2 separate regions of the Mus musculus genome follow, and region 1 is linked to region 2. A link is a contact called in public promoter capture Hi-C data. All regions are on one chromosome and are shown on one strand. Each heading gives the region's core, a stretch centred on a gene start, on an enhancer-like site or on the middle of the called end of the contact. The rest is flanking DNA. Distances are from core to core; before and after follow the strand shown.

The links. Promoter capture Hi-C pulls out the DNA fragments that hold promoters and counts their contacts.
Region 1: a contact with region 2 is called in a promoter capture Hi-C map of the 3T3-L1 cell line, with 6 times the contacts expected there. The contact joins the enhancer-like site here to the promoter of Fam180a in region 2. A contact is called at or near these places in 6 of 39 promoter capture datasets (the 3T3-L1 cell line, cranial neural crest, hippocampal neurons and 2 more).

What each region holds. Positions count from the first base shown.
Region 1 is chr6:36,889,130-36,895,623 of GRCm38.p6, forward strand. It overlaps Dgki (diacylglycerol kinase, iota), which reads right to left. Exons shown (of 34, transcript NM_001081206.2): 29 at 5,647-5,672. Among named protein-coding and RNA genes, the nearest start is that of Gm52857, 11 kb to the right of the region's middle. Within about 2 kb of position 1,307, at least 37 of the 459 cell types and tissues checked have an H3K27ac peak or open chromatin away from gene starts, as enhancers often do.
Region 2 is chr6:35,324,260-35,331,383 of GRCm38.p6, forward strand. It overlaps Fam180a (family with sequence similarity 180, member A), which reads right to left and starts at 1,882. Exons shown (of 3, transcript NM_173375.2): 1 at 1,580-1,882. The coding sequence starts at 1,655. It overlaps 1700065J11Rik (RIKEN cDNA 1700065J11 gene), which reads left to right and starts at 6,587. Exons shown (of 3, transcript NR_040526.1): 1 at 6,587-6,623.

The sequences.
Region 1 (6,494 bases), core at 57-2,556, 1.6 Mb after region 2:
ACTTTTGGGATAGCATTTGAAATGTAAATAAAGAAAATATCAAATAAAAAAGAAAGAAAGAAAGAAAAGAAAGTGATCAAACCTAATAGCACAGTCCTAGAATCCTAGTTATTCAGACTGAGACTCAGATTGTAGTTCCACGCCTACCTGGGCTATAGAGTCAGTTTAGCCTTTACCCAAGGCCAAATGGGTAAAACAGGAAGCAACAAAAGAGGAAAAGGAACACAGCTTAGTGGTGGGCTACCTGCCTAGAATACATAGAGACCCTGTGTTCATTCACAAGTACAAAGAAAGATGAGGAAACTGAGCTAAGGACTGATGAGATGGCCCAGCAGGTAGAGATGCCTAAGACCCAGCCTGACACAGGAAGCTCACCTCCTGGAACTCACATAGCAGAGGAAAAGAACTGACTCCTGCAAGGTGTCCTCTGGCCTCCACTTGTACACTGTGGCATGCAGCAGTACACACGTGCATGCACATGCACACACACACACACACACACACACACACACAGAAAATAACAAATGTAAAATTGAAACAAACAAACGAACAAACAAAACCCAAAAAATTGAGTTAGCAAGGGATAGATTTTGATATTCCAAAGAATTTTGTACCAGATCATTGGATGTGTTATTGACAATACTATAAAGTACAGTCAATGTCCATCCCGACCCACAGATGTGATGTTTGTGACCATGGTCATTACATTTTCCAGCATGGTCACTGCCATCCTTGTTAGCTATTTACTGTGGCCAAAAAAAAAAAAAAAAAAAAAAAAAAAATGACCACAGACATGAGACCCATGACTGTTGAATGTTCAGGAGTGTGTGTGTGTGTGTGTGTGTGTGTGTGTGTGTGTGTGTGTCCAATTTAGATGCTGCTGAGGAATGAAATAGATTTTTGGTGCTCTTTTAAAAGTATCTAGTGATGATTTTTATGGTGCACCATTCTTTTGAAAATTCTGTTTGGCTCCGAGGCCCATTTTTTAAATAGGTCAATTCATTCTTTCTTTTAAAATGTTGTTGTTGATGTTGTTTAGTTCTTTATATATTTTGGATACTAATTCCTCAGATACATGGACTGGCAAGACTCTTTTCCATTCTGTACCAAGACAGACACTCATTGGAAAACATCTTTGTATGCTCACACAGATGACGGCTGTCAGAACAGCATTCTGAGAGGCTTGGAAAATCAACAAGCTAAGAGCACAAAGGACCCAAGAGCTGAGGGCTAGAGAAGCTGTCCGGGCAGGAGGAGGTGATTCCAGGAGCAATGGAAATGATGAAGTGTGAGGCCCTAAATGGAGAGGAAACTCGGAGGACAGGGCCATCAATCACTGCCAAGCTTATCTTCTGACAGGGAGTGGGACTCCAGCTTCCAGATGTTGCATTAAAACGTAATGTTCCCCCAGAGACTCCCATGGCAGGCTTCCCTGAAGCTTCGGTTTCACTCAGCTAACTAATTATGAGAAAATGTGACATCGGTATTTCACTTTTTCTACAGGGACAAATCATTCCCAGCAGGAGGGAGAAGTTGTTATTTTTTTTTTTGTTGTTCAGTTTTCTTTTGTCATTAAAAAGAAATTACTTACACAGCAGTAAATAAACTCTTGTTAGAGGAGAGGAACTTTTTTTCCCTTCTCAATAATTCTGTCAATTTTACCTTAATGCTGACAATCATTTCTTTGTTTTCCCAATAATGTGGTGAAGTTAAAACAGAATAGTTTCGATATTGAATCTAGGACTAAATTAACTCGACCATTTAGTAGCTATGTGATATCAAGGCATTTATTTAAGGACTTATTCCCCCAGCTATAAAGCTATAACATGCCCTGTAGGTTGTTACCTATTAACAATGAACACAAATGCAGTTACAGTGTGTCAGCACAGTTCTGAGGAAGTACTAAATTCACTTTATCTTCTACTCTGAAAACTGAGGAGTTAGAAAGGACTGAAGCAGCTGAAGGGGTTTGCAGCTCCATAGGAAGAACAACAATATCAACCAAACAGAACCCCCAGAGCTCCCAGGGACTAAACCACCAACCAAAGAGTACCCATGGAGCGACCCATGGCTCCAGCTGTGTATATAGCAGAGGATAGCCTTGTTGGACATCAATAAGAGGAGAGGGCCTTGGTCCTGTGGAAGGCTTGATGCCCCAGTGCAGAGGAATGCCAGGGCGGGGGATCAGGAGTGGGTATGTTGGTGGGGGAGCACCTTCATAGAAACAAGGGGAGGGAGGTGGAATAGGGGGTTTCCAGAGGGGAAACCGGGAAAAGGGATAACATTTGAAATGTAAATAAAATAATCCAATAAAAAATAATGTATGTGCCATCTATGCCTGCTGTTGGCAATCTTTCATGACCACTCATCCAATCCTGAACCTATTCTTTACTTGGGGACTTCAAGTCAAATTATATATTAAACATTTTGTTCTTTCTTGGCTCTGGTACAAAAATAAAAGGTCCCCAGTGAAAAGTTATTGTTTGTAAATAAAGTTGAAAGAGGTGCATTTCTCATAACTTTTCTTAGTTTTGTCTGCTTGTTTGGTTTTTTGTTTGTTTGTTCCTTTGTTTAGACAAGAAAACTCATTACACTTTCTGTACTGTCCCCGAACCTGTGACTTTCCTGCCTCTGCCTCCTGAGTAGCTAGGTTTATGTGCAAATGCCAACATCTCAACCTCTGTGTTATGTGGAGCCAACATCAGTGAATCTACACGTCCCGTGACACTGCCTGGATGGAAGAACATAAGGACATGTTATCTGGGTGTCTGTGACAAACTGGAAGGCCATTTCTGCAGATGATTCCCCGTTCTAGTTCACAACTACCCAGGAGACACACAGAGCAGAGCAGAGGAGCCCAGAGCACAAACAGGCAGACTAAGGGAGAAGGGGCAGGGGTGCTGTGCTCAAGCATGCTGAGGGGCACTTGTAAGGATGGAAAACGGCAGGGCTATGGGGCTTCTCTAAGTTAGATTTCTGCAAGAATAAATGTTTGTTTCAGAATAGCCAAAGGCAGCAGCTGTGACTGTAGGAAATAGGATTGCTGGTGGGAAGAGAACAAAAGAGAAAACTGAGACGGACAGGGTTTCACGTTCTGGTTTCACAACCCATTTGCCAATGTGCCTAAGTTCTTTTAGAATAAACCTGAGCAATTTGATTCACCTCTCTTCCAGAGGTGTCGCAATGTCATGCAGATGTCACACAAGGGTGATGGTGTGGCGCTGAAGATGCTTTATGATGGCCACAGTGAATATTAATTCCTAACATATATAAATGTAAGGCAACACACTGTGTGCCAGGTAGAGAATCATAGCAGTAAGGAAACATGCATAAATATTTCCCTAAGGATGCAGAGACTAGTAGATGATGAACAGTTAGGCAGTGTGGGTAAATCAGCATGTATGTTTAAACTTTAAAGGTTACAGGAGACAAAGAGGCATGAATATATAGTGCATTTTTGAATTCACCAAAATGTAATATTCATCTAATTTGCAAAGTAGTTCCTCAACTAATCACATATAATAATTGTTAAAATACTCCTAACTCTAAGAGCAAGTCATTTGGATAGGGATCATCTTCCAAATCTTCGAAGGACTCTGACATATGCCTAGAGGTCTCCCCTAACCCCTTAAGAAGTCCTAATGGACTGCAGAATGTGAATTTAGAATTTCCTCCCCCTTGTGATTAGAGAATTGACTCATGCTTAGAAAGACAAAAGCAACGACAGGTTATTAAGGGTAAAAATAGTTCAAACTAAAGGCAAATACACATTTCTAATTTATCATTTGGACATGGAAGCTGAAGGACTTATAAATATACAATCAAAACCCTATTCATACCAGCAACGATCAGCAAAATAGCATGCAATAATGGTTTACCATTAGGTGGTTGATTACCTAATTCTGACTTAATGGGCCTTGAACATAATTTTCCCTACAATTCTACAGAGAACATGATACAACCTCATTCCAATATTAGGACAGATTTCATAATGTAGCAGCAGGAGAGAGAGCCTAAAACTCCCTCTCCATTTCCTTAATTCACTCACTTAATAAATACATTTTTAATGTTTGCTTTTTGTCGGACACTATATCAAAGAAATTGGCAGTCTGAGGAGCCAGCTAAGGGAAGCATCAGATTAGTGTGTTAAGCTTGGGGAAAATATATGGCATAATAAGTGGATCAGAGAGCTTTCAGGGAAGAGAATGGATGAGCAGAAACTGTCACGTGACAAAAAAGCAAGAGACGTTTCCTTCTGGGGACAGCAAGAATGAAAGCAGGAGACGCAAAAAAGCAAGTAACCCAGAAATTAAATACAGAGTCATATGCCTGGAGTGCAAGCTATTGACAGGAGAATGGGGAAAGATGGCAGATAAAACAATAAGCAGTGGACCCTGATATAGATGTTTCTTGTGAGGCTATGCCAGTGCCTGGCAAATACAGAAGTGGATGCTCACAGTCAGCTATTGGATGTGGGCCCCAATGGAGGAGCCAGAGAAAGTACCCAAGGAGCTGAAGGGGTCTGCAACCCTATAGGTGGAACAACAATAGGAACTAATCAGTACCCCTAGAGCTCATGTCTCTAGCTCATATGTAGCAGAAGATGGCCTAGTCGGCCATCATTGGGAAGAGAGGATCCTTGGTCTTGCAAACTTTATATACCCCAGTATAGGGGAACGCCAGGACCAAGAAGTGGGAGTGGGTGGGTAGGGGATCAGGGTGAGGGGAGGGTATAGGGGACTTTTGGGATAGCATTTGAAATGTAAATTAAGAAAATAGCTAATGAAAGAAATAAAAAAAATAAGCAGCAAAGGAAGATAGAAATTCCATCCTTAGAGCCTAGTAGCACTTGCTTTAAAATAAGCATCAAAAGGCCAATCACGAGTTTTGGTCTGCTGCAAAGTGGCCATCCTGAAGAATGCTACATACACACAGTAACCTGGAAAGGGGTGACCTACAGGTGTGGGTTATGGGACTGGGACAATCTCAAAAGCCCAAGAAAGGCACCAACAATCCCGCAGCTAAAGCTGATTGTAGATGTTTGAGAAACATCACTCTGTGGTCTGATGAACCCATGACCGACACCAAACAAACAAATTTGATTGACTGTGGAATAAGTGAACAAAAATTAGAAATGACATAATCAGATGGTTTGTCCTTTGAGTGACACCGCTGTCTTTTAGAATAAGAATAATTCACCTCACTGAGTAACCAGCTCCCTCACTCCCTGACCAGACCCTTTCAGATTTAAAGCACTCTGCCAACACAGAGATGAGGCCTCACAAAGTCCAGTCTGGATAGGCAGGACTCTCCTGTAACACCTCCTCATTTTAGACATGAGAATCTGACTCACAGAAAATAATGCTCACCTCAAAAGTTATGAGACATTTGTGATGGCAGATAGAAACACAGATGATATTAAACTTCACAATGCTTGTCAACCAAAATGTTTACAACTAATAGGAAAATAACACCAGATATGAACCGCAGCTTTATGTTTTCAGAACTGTTTGACATTTCACACTAAAATGCTACAGCGTCAACATCTTTCATGCACTTTCTTAATAGTGATCAACTATGACACTGAGCTAGAAGGACCAGGAAATTTTGAGTGCAGAATTTAGAATAAAAATGACATGTTCTTACCATGATCTTCTGAAGAGACTGGGGACCTATAAAAAATAATACAAACATGATAAATATTTTATATATGATAAGGATAACAACAACTACACATAACATTATAGAAATTATATAGTCAAAATTTAGTTAAGGTGGGCTGGAGAAATGATGTTTCAGAGGTTAGGAGCACGTGCTATCCTTGCAGAGAGCCCAGGTTTAGTTCCCAGCATCTACTTGGTGGCTCACTGACATCCTTAAATCCAGTTCCAGGGGATATGACAACTTCCACAGCCTCCATGGTTACCAGGCACACACATAGTACATAGCCACACATGCAGGCGAAACACTTAGGCACATAAAAAAAGATTAACAAATAAGCCTTAAGAAAAAGTTAGTTAAGGAGAAATTCAGTATGGTAAGTGTAACTAATGTACTTGTTAAGGGCATATTCTAATCAACAACAGTTCCATATTATCTAGATTGGTTAAGTATTGTGGGTTACTAAATGTCGGCTGCTTGACATGGTATCTCAAGGCTGCAACAAATTAGTTAAGTCTGAACTTATTGTGGAAGAATGAGAATGCATTGAACTATGTTATCAAGTGAAACTTATACCCAAGGCCTAACACCTAGAACAAATGCCAGAGACAGAAATGTGAGCTGGATTTAACGCACAAAGGGCCATGCTCAGTCATTTTTAAAGTATAACAGAATTAAAAGAAAATGAGTGCACAATTATCATTATTTTCCTGTTTTTGACATTCCTCATGGAAATTTAATGATTGCACATAGCTTAAACTTCTGTGTGATGGCCTATTATCTCCAAACCAATGAGAATCAGGATAAGACCAAAAACCACTGGGCCTCACAAG
Region 2 (7,124 bases), core at 632-3,131:
TTATATATATTTTTTAGAGTGGTAAGTAGCCACTAACGCTTATGTACATCATTTTCATAGCGTATTTTTGAATATCATCCTCAAATCATCCTTTGAGGGCATGTCTTGTGATTGCTAGGATGCTACTTGCTAACAACATCCAGAGAAGCTAGGAACCTGCCAGAGATCACGCAGGTGGCTTGTTAGAGAAAGCACTGCAGTCTCTGAGTCCTTGCAGGGGTGTTTACGAGCCTTCTTGAACGCCCAGTGCCCTCTTGGCTTCCTGACAGCTGGAGCCTTAAGAAGAGAACATGCCGTTGTCTCCTTTGGCAAATTAAGTTGTGCTCCTAGTGCGATGAACGTAAGTGACAGAATCCATTTCTAAGACCTCTCTGCTTTCCACCCCGAAGTGCTGCCCTTAAAGACAGCACAATGGCAGGTAGGCATGTGTGTGTGTGCATGCGTGTGTGTGTGTGTGTGTGTGTGTGTGTGTGAATGTGTGTGAAATGTCTGCATTGTGTGTTGTTTGCACCTCAGCAACACTTATGTCCCAGCCAGTCCCTAAGATCAGGCTTAAGCACAAGGAGGATTAATAAGGGCTTCGAGCCCCTCTCTTCCATTGCAAGTGCTTCTCCTCTGCCGCTCAGGCCTCCCTTTCCCTCCCTGACATAGTCCCTGAGAAGGAGGGGTTCATTCATGTCCCCATACCAATCCTCATGCCCTTAGGGGTCTCTATAAAGAGCGTCTGGATTGACTTGAGGGAACGCTGGATTTCTAGGTCTTTCTGGGGACGTGAACTCATTTGAATGTAGGCAGCGGGAAGATTTCTCCTCAGACTGGCATGGAGTGGATAACACCCCCCAGCTCTTCATTTCCTGATAGTAATAAACTAGCTGGCCTGATATGTCCCCGGTGACTGCCAAGTGCAGCCAGACCAGAGTAAAGATGCCACCTTTGTTCTCAGAAGCGGCATCTGAGAGAGAAGATATCAATCAGCATGAGAGTAAAGCTTTTGCACACACCGGTTTCTTTCCATGGAGGCTTGATGTGAATGACAGGGGCCAAGCACACTGGGTGGATGCCCTAAATGTTCTTTTTTTTTTCCCCTCTCACTCACCACCACACAGCTCTACCTGGCTGCCAAAATGCACACCCATAGCATCCTGGAGACCTCATTCTTAGCCAGTGTGGCCAAGAACTCTCTGCGTTAGTCCCAGTGGCCACCATTCCATCACACAGGCAGCTGAGTTTGATACCTTCTCTCGGGGGGTCTGTCCCAGCAGCAGCAGGCAGGGATCTGCAGAGAACCCTTACCCATCCTCCGAAACACCCAAGAGTTCTTTCTGGCTCACCAGCAGGAGCAACCCGATGGCTTCTCAACCTCCATCGGGCTCCCAAATTGGCTGCTTCGATGCTCTTCCACCGGGTATTTCCTATCACCTTTTACCAAGAGGGACCATAGAGCACTGGCAAAGTTGGCGTATGAAGCAGGCACGGGGCTTTTAATTCCTTCCTCCCTCTAACTCTACTCCACTGCCACAATTCTATTCAAGAAAGATGAATGAGCACCAGAGAAACACAAGAATTCAAAACAACTCACCCCTGCTCCACCTGCAGGACGCAGTGGCCTGGGTGCTGGAGAATACCAGCAGAATCGTCAGCGCCTTCCAGGACATCTTCCAGGAGGGAGACAAGCTGACCTTCTATTCCTGCGGGACCCCAGGGGCTGCAGGTGGACCCCTGCTCTTCTCAGCGAGAGGACAGAGTTCTTACTGCCCTTTCTTGTCTATAAGGAAAGCAAGGGCCTCTCCCTGGCTCCACAGGATGGAGGCGGATGCAGCCTCTTGGGTGGGACAGAAGTTGGTACCTCTCTTAACCTAACTCTCTCTGGGATTAGGGGACCAGGCTTCCACACAGAGGCTCTGTTTTTGAGCACATCTGGAGTGACTCACGGGGCATGTGATCTCTTTGGCAGTGGGCTGGATAAATATAATTTCTGTACTTGAGTTCCATGTGTTGGATGCGCCCACTGGAATTTTTCTTTAACAAACAGACCCGCGGAACTTGTTAGAGAGCCCGGCGAGAAGTTGGCTGTTTTCCCTGTCCACACATACTACTTCAGAGCCAGGACTGCGGGCTGGAGGAAGAGCTGGGAGGTTGCCTGGCAGACGGTGGGGCTGGTGGAGCTCAGAGTTGCCTGTAGGACAGCACAGTCATTGTGGTACTAGGGTGGGGTGTTCCTGCTATCGTTCCCTGGAGCTAGACTTGTGGGTCTTGGGGTCTGGCGCCTTTCCTAGCTTCTGGGTAGGTGGGGCATTGGTAGGTTGTGAGGAGCAGAGTGGGCAGGTGGCCTTGGAGAATAGGTATTGCTTTTGGGAACCTTGTGAGTCTATGCAGGAGGCTGGGAAGCTGAGCTCCTGTTCACATCCATGATCCATTGGGTGCTTTCCACAGAGTTTTTAAAGAGAAGAGGTCTAATTAGCATATTCTTCTTGAGGGTCAAGAGCATGACACTGGCTTCTTGCACAGTTCTGACTAAGATCTGATGGCAGAAGACACCTCAGTGGGAATGTTTGCAGGGAAGAGATTTCATGCTGATCTAGGAAGCCTTCGGGGGTCAGGTTTTCTCTGTTTGCAAAAACCTTTCAAGGTAACTAACCAGGGTCCCCAAAGAACTACATTAACCCCTTCCAGGGACAATGCCCCAATGAGCTAGTTACTTTGCACCAAGCCCTGCTCTCTATCGAGAGGGTTCTATATACTTTTTCACCCTATTATACTGGGGACCAAGCAGCTTGCAACCTGACCCTTGGGGCCACTGAACCTCTCTGTACTGTGCCCAGATCAGCGACCAAATCCTTTTATGTCTAGCAGAATGGCAGTATTTTCCCATCATCATTTAAAAAGTACTGGGAGACGGCTCAGTTGTTAAAGAGCTTGCTGTGTGAGCGTGATCCCCAGTACTCAGGAAGTAACCAGCACAGCAGCATCTGTTTGTAATCTCAGTCCTCAGCTGGGGAGGCAGAGACAGGAGGATCCCCAGGCCTGCCGACCGGACTCGCTACATGAATTGGTTAAATTTCAGGTTTGTACGGTGGAGCAGGATTAAGGAAGACACCTGACATCGCTCTCACATGCATGCACAGGCAATGCTCACTCGCTCCCCAGACATGTACAGGCATACACACATAGAAGCACAGTTGTAGGCATGCTATGTCTCTAATTATGTGCCCCCTTCCCTTACCTCTAGAGGAGACTATGAAAGCTTGGAGAACTTTGAAGAATCTCTTACTGTTACGGCTTTCTAGCCTGTGGAGACAGTGGTCAGGATAAGTGGACTACCAGAGTGGACACCATGCGGTCCCTTATACTTCCATTGGAGCTCCCTGCTAATCAGAGAAAGCCACTGATGTCACTAATATAGATAATGGCCCTCGGGTGTTTAGCATGTTTCAGGTTTAGTGTTAGACTCATCACCTGTGTTAACTGGTCAAAGTTTACAATGAGGAGGTCAGTATGGAGCAGTGCTCCCTGCAGACGTATGTGGTTACAAATTCTAGAAACCCCCTTAAAATAAAAGAAACAGGTGTAGTTACATCTCATTGTACTTAATTTACCATATTCGAAATATCATTTCTACAATCAGTAAGTGCTAACAAGACATATCACACACACACACACACACACACACACACACACACACACACACACACCATACAAAAGTCTTTGACGTCTTAAATGTGTCTCATATCACACTTTCTTCTTTTGGGAGTTGTTGCATTTAATGGTTGATAAAAGTCCTAAGAGGCAGGGGTGAAAGACTAATTCCATTAATGACTATTTTCACGGCTCATGCGTAGTTCTTGCCACCCCTCTTCACCCCTGAATATTCCGGGTCTGAGAAACCACACACGCAATGCACACAAATCGAAGCTTCTAACACTCACTGTAAGCAGGAAGTGGCCCCATTGTGTTACTACTTGTTTAGAAAATTGAAATTAAAGTTTAAAAGTAAAGGCCTCCAGTCTCAGATCACGACAAAACTTTTGTACACGTATAAACATCTTATAGACAATGCACAAGCGAGGACCACGGCTACTCCCCATTCAAAGGAGACCACATTTCCCACACAGTGCAGGTGGCTCAAAGAGCAATCTGCTTGCTAATTGAGTTCTACCTGGCTGTGCTGCTGTCTTCAGACACATCGCTGTTTCAGATATCAGTTTCAGGAACCTTTCGGTTCCAAATAATAAACAGTTTATTATTTTTCTTTGTTGAATTAGAAACTCAAGCCAAACCCTCTTGTAAGTTTAACACCTCCTAAAGGATGATGGCAAGACTTTAAGGGAAGCCTGGCTGCAGTAGAGCAGAAACCAGGCTGTGTGCAGTCTGCGACATGTGATTGTATCCTCAATATCAGTCAACCAAGATGAAGCTCTCTGTAGTGTGGGGTGGCCAGTGACCACCGGATCAGGCAGTGCAGGGCTGGAAGCCAGGCAAAGCTCAGGGGCAGGCTGCCTGCTCTTGTTATTCTGACAGCTACTAGCTGTGAAGTCTTAGTGTGGTTCCTCCACCCAACCTTTGCCTCCATTTCCCTCTCTGCAGAACGAGGAGACAGGTAGTTTCCTTTCTGAAGAATGCTATTAGGAATGGAATTAATATGTGTAAGAGCTGAGACCAATACCTGCTACAGACTCTGTATTCAGCGCATAGACACTATAGACACAATAAGAAACAGGCTCAGAGGGGTCAAAAAAATCTACCGAAGGTCACTCTGTTAGGAGACCTGGGGCTTCAGCCTGAGCCTATGAGATTATGCATGCAAAATGACTCCTCTAACCGGCCTCACAGCCTTCTGTTTCTAGAACCCTTAAATAGAGGGTTGGTTAATCCGTTCTCAGGGACTGGGGAGAAAACCTAGTTTGCCTGCCAATTTCTCTGATGAACATACTCCCACTAAGGCTGACCTGAAGCTACTAAGTGGTTTAGAAAGCAGCTTTCAAGTTTCTGAAATTCTAACAATGGGCTCTTGGGCATCCTGCATGGTAGGAGCTGACCCAGCACACGATTGCATCTTATGAAGTTAGTTCTCCTGGCTCTGATACTAGCCGGCTTCTGGTGTCATGCTTGCTCATAGAACTTATTTTATAAATCTAAAGGATTGTCCAAAGGACCTTGAGAGAATAGGGCTTCCTTGGATGTTTGCTGATTGGCTCTAAAGCTGGGCAACCTCAGCTCTGATTGGCTCTAAAGCTGGGCAACCTCAGCTCTGATTGGCTCTAAAGCTGGGCAACCTCAGCTCTGATTGGTCTAAAGCTGGGCAACCTCAGCTCTGATTGGCTCTAAAGCTGGGCAACCTCAGCTCTGATTGGCTCTAAAGCTGGGCAACCTCAGCTCTGATTGGCTCTAAAGCTGGGCAACCTCAGCTCTGATTGGCTCTAAAGCTGGGCAACCTCATGTTTTGCGATTTTCCTGCTGTTACTCTTCAGACTCTCTCCTTTCAACTTCCTGTTTATACCTCTTGCCTCCTGATACCCTGACCTAAATGGCAGCCAAAAGGCAAGCGGGTTTGGTGACATGGTCCACGGGAGTCAGACATGCCCAAGGGAATAGACCCATTCAGTCTGTAGGTAAAGTGTTGAATGAATGAGCAAAGGAATGTAGAAAGAAGCCACAGGTTTTGAACAGTGGGAATGCCTGTGTCAGCTTCCAGCCTTCTCTTCTGGCTTGGTACCCAGAATCGCGTCTACTGAATCCTCCCTCCCTGTCTACACAGCCAGCACCTTTGGTCTGGATTCTATTTTAAATCCATAAGTGAGGTAATTTGGTTTGACAACAGAAGCACAGATGGAGTCACAGAGTGCTGGCCTCCAAGGCAGACGACGCATCCATTCATCCCGCTAGGACTGCCATCATCAGTGACTCAGTGATACGTGTAGTCTTGTGTCAGGCCAGGCCAGGCCAGAATGTCCTCCTGCAATGTCCATGTGCGCAGAGTATTCTCTGCCAGGCGCAAGAATCCTTTGGGCAATTCAGCTTCCATGTGTCTGTGAGGCCGGAAGCTCTGCTTGCCAGAGCAGCGTGTCAGTGGAGAAAGGGTTAGGCCCGCTAATGGCGGCACTGACTGAACATGACGGACCGGATCTCTGCCAACTTTGTGGGGTTCACACAGTGCACTTTGGGATCTGTTCCTTATACTCCAAACTGTAAAGAAGAACCGAGGAGAACTCTTGCTTCCATAAAAAATGTGCAAGCTACGGTTCCTTAAAGAACTGTGACTTAGAAAGCAGAAAATATAGCTTAGAAAGCAAATGAAAGTCCCCTGTGTAGTCATGGCTCAGCTTAGATGAGCAGCTATTAAATGTGAGCAAATGTGAAACTGTCATTGTGTTCGTTCACTGAGGTGCTTGTTGTAGTAATTAGCCTACCCAGACTGATAGATTCTGTGTGTGTGTGTCCATCTGTCTGTCTGCGTGTCTGTCTGTCTGTCTTAGATCCTTAGAGGTTAGAGAAGTGGAAGGTGGGGGTTGGTATGGTACCAGAAGGAATATTCTAGAATGGAATGTTGCCTGGAGAGGGTATCTTATTTGCTCACTGGTTACATTGCATAGAAGGAGAAGACGTGGAGCCTTATGGAGGGAGTGGTTAGTATTTTCCTTATCTTCTCCCCTAGAGTCTGGCCTTGAAGGGATTTGAAGGATAGGCATGCACATTTGCTCTGGCTTAGTAAGTAGATGGTCAGCCATGTTCAGGCCCAGTGGGTAGCAGTCTGGGAACAGAAGGGAGCCCAGGGAGGAGTTGGACTCTCCTGCTCCCAGCAGGCTTGGGAGAGGGTGAGTTATGTAAGGAATTTCCTGCTTTGAATCACGATGCCAATAACCACAGCTCAGCAGGTTCGTCTCCTGGCCACTGTCCGTGATTTTCCAAAAACACCTCTGAAAACATTCACATTTGTCCTTAACAGCCCTGGACCAGTTCGTTAGCGAATCTGATTTGGGGTAAGAAACTTACAATGGATTTATTTTCATCCACAATCAAAATGGAAGGGAATCTTCCTTTTCTCCCTTTTGAATTTGGAAACTCTGGGGAGGAATTTTTCCAGTAAGAACAAGAGGTGGGCGGGGGTCGGGAGAGGTCAGAAAAAC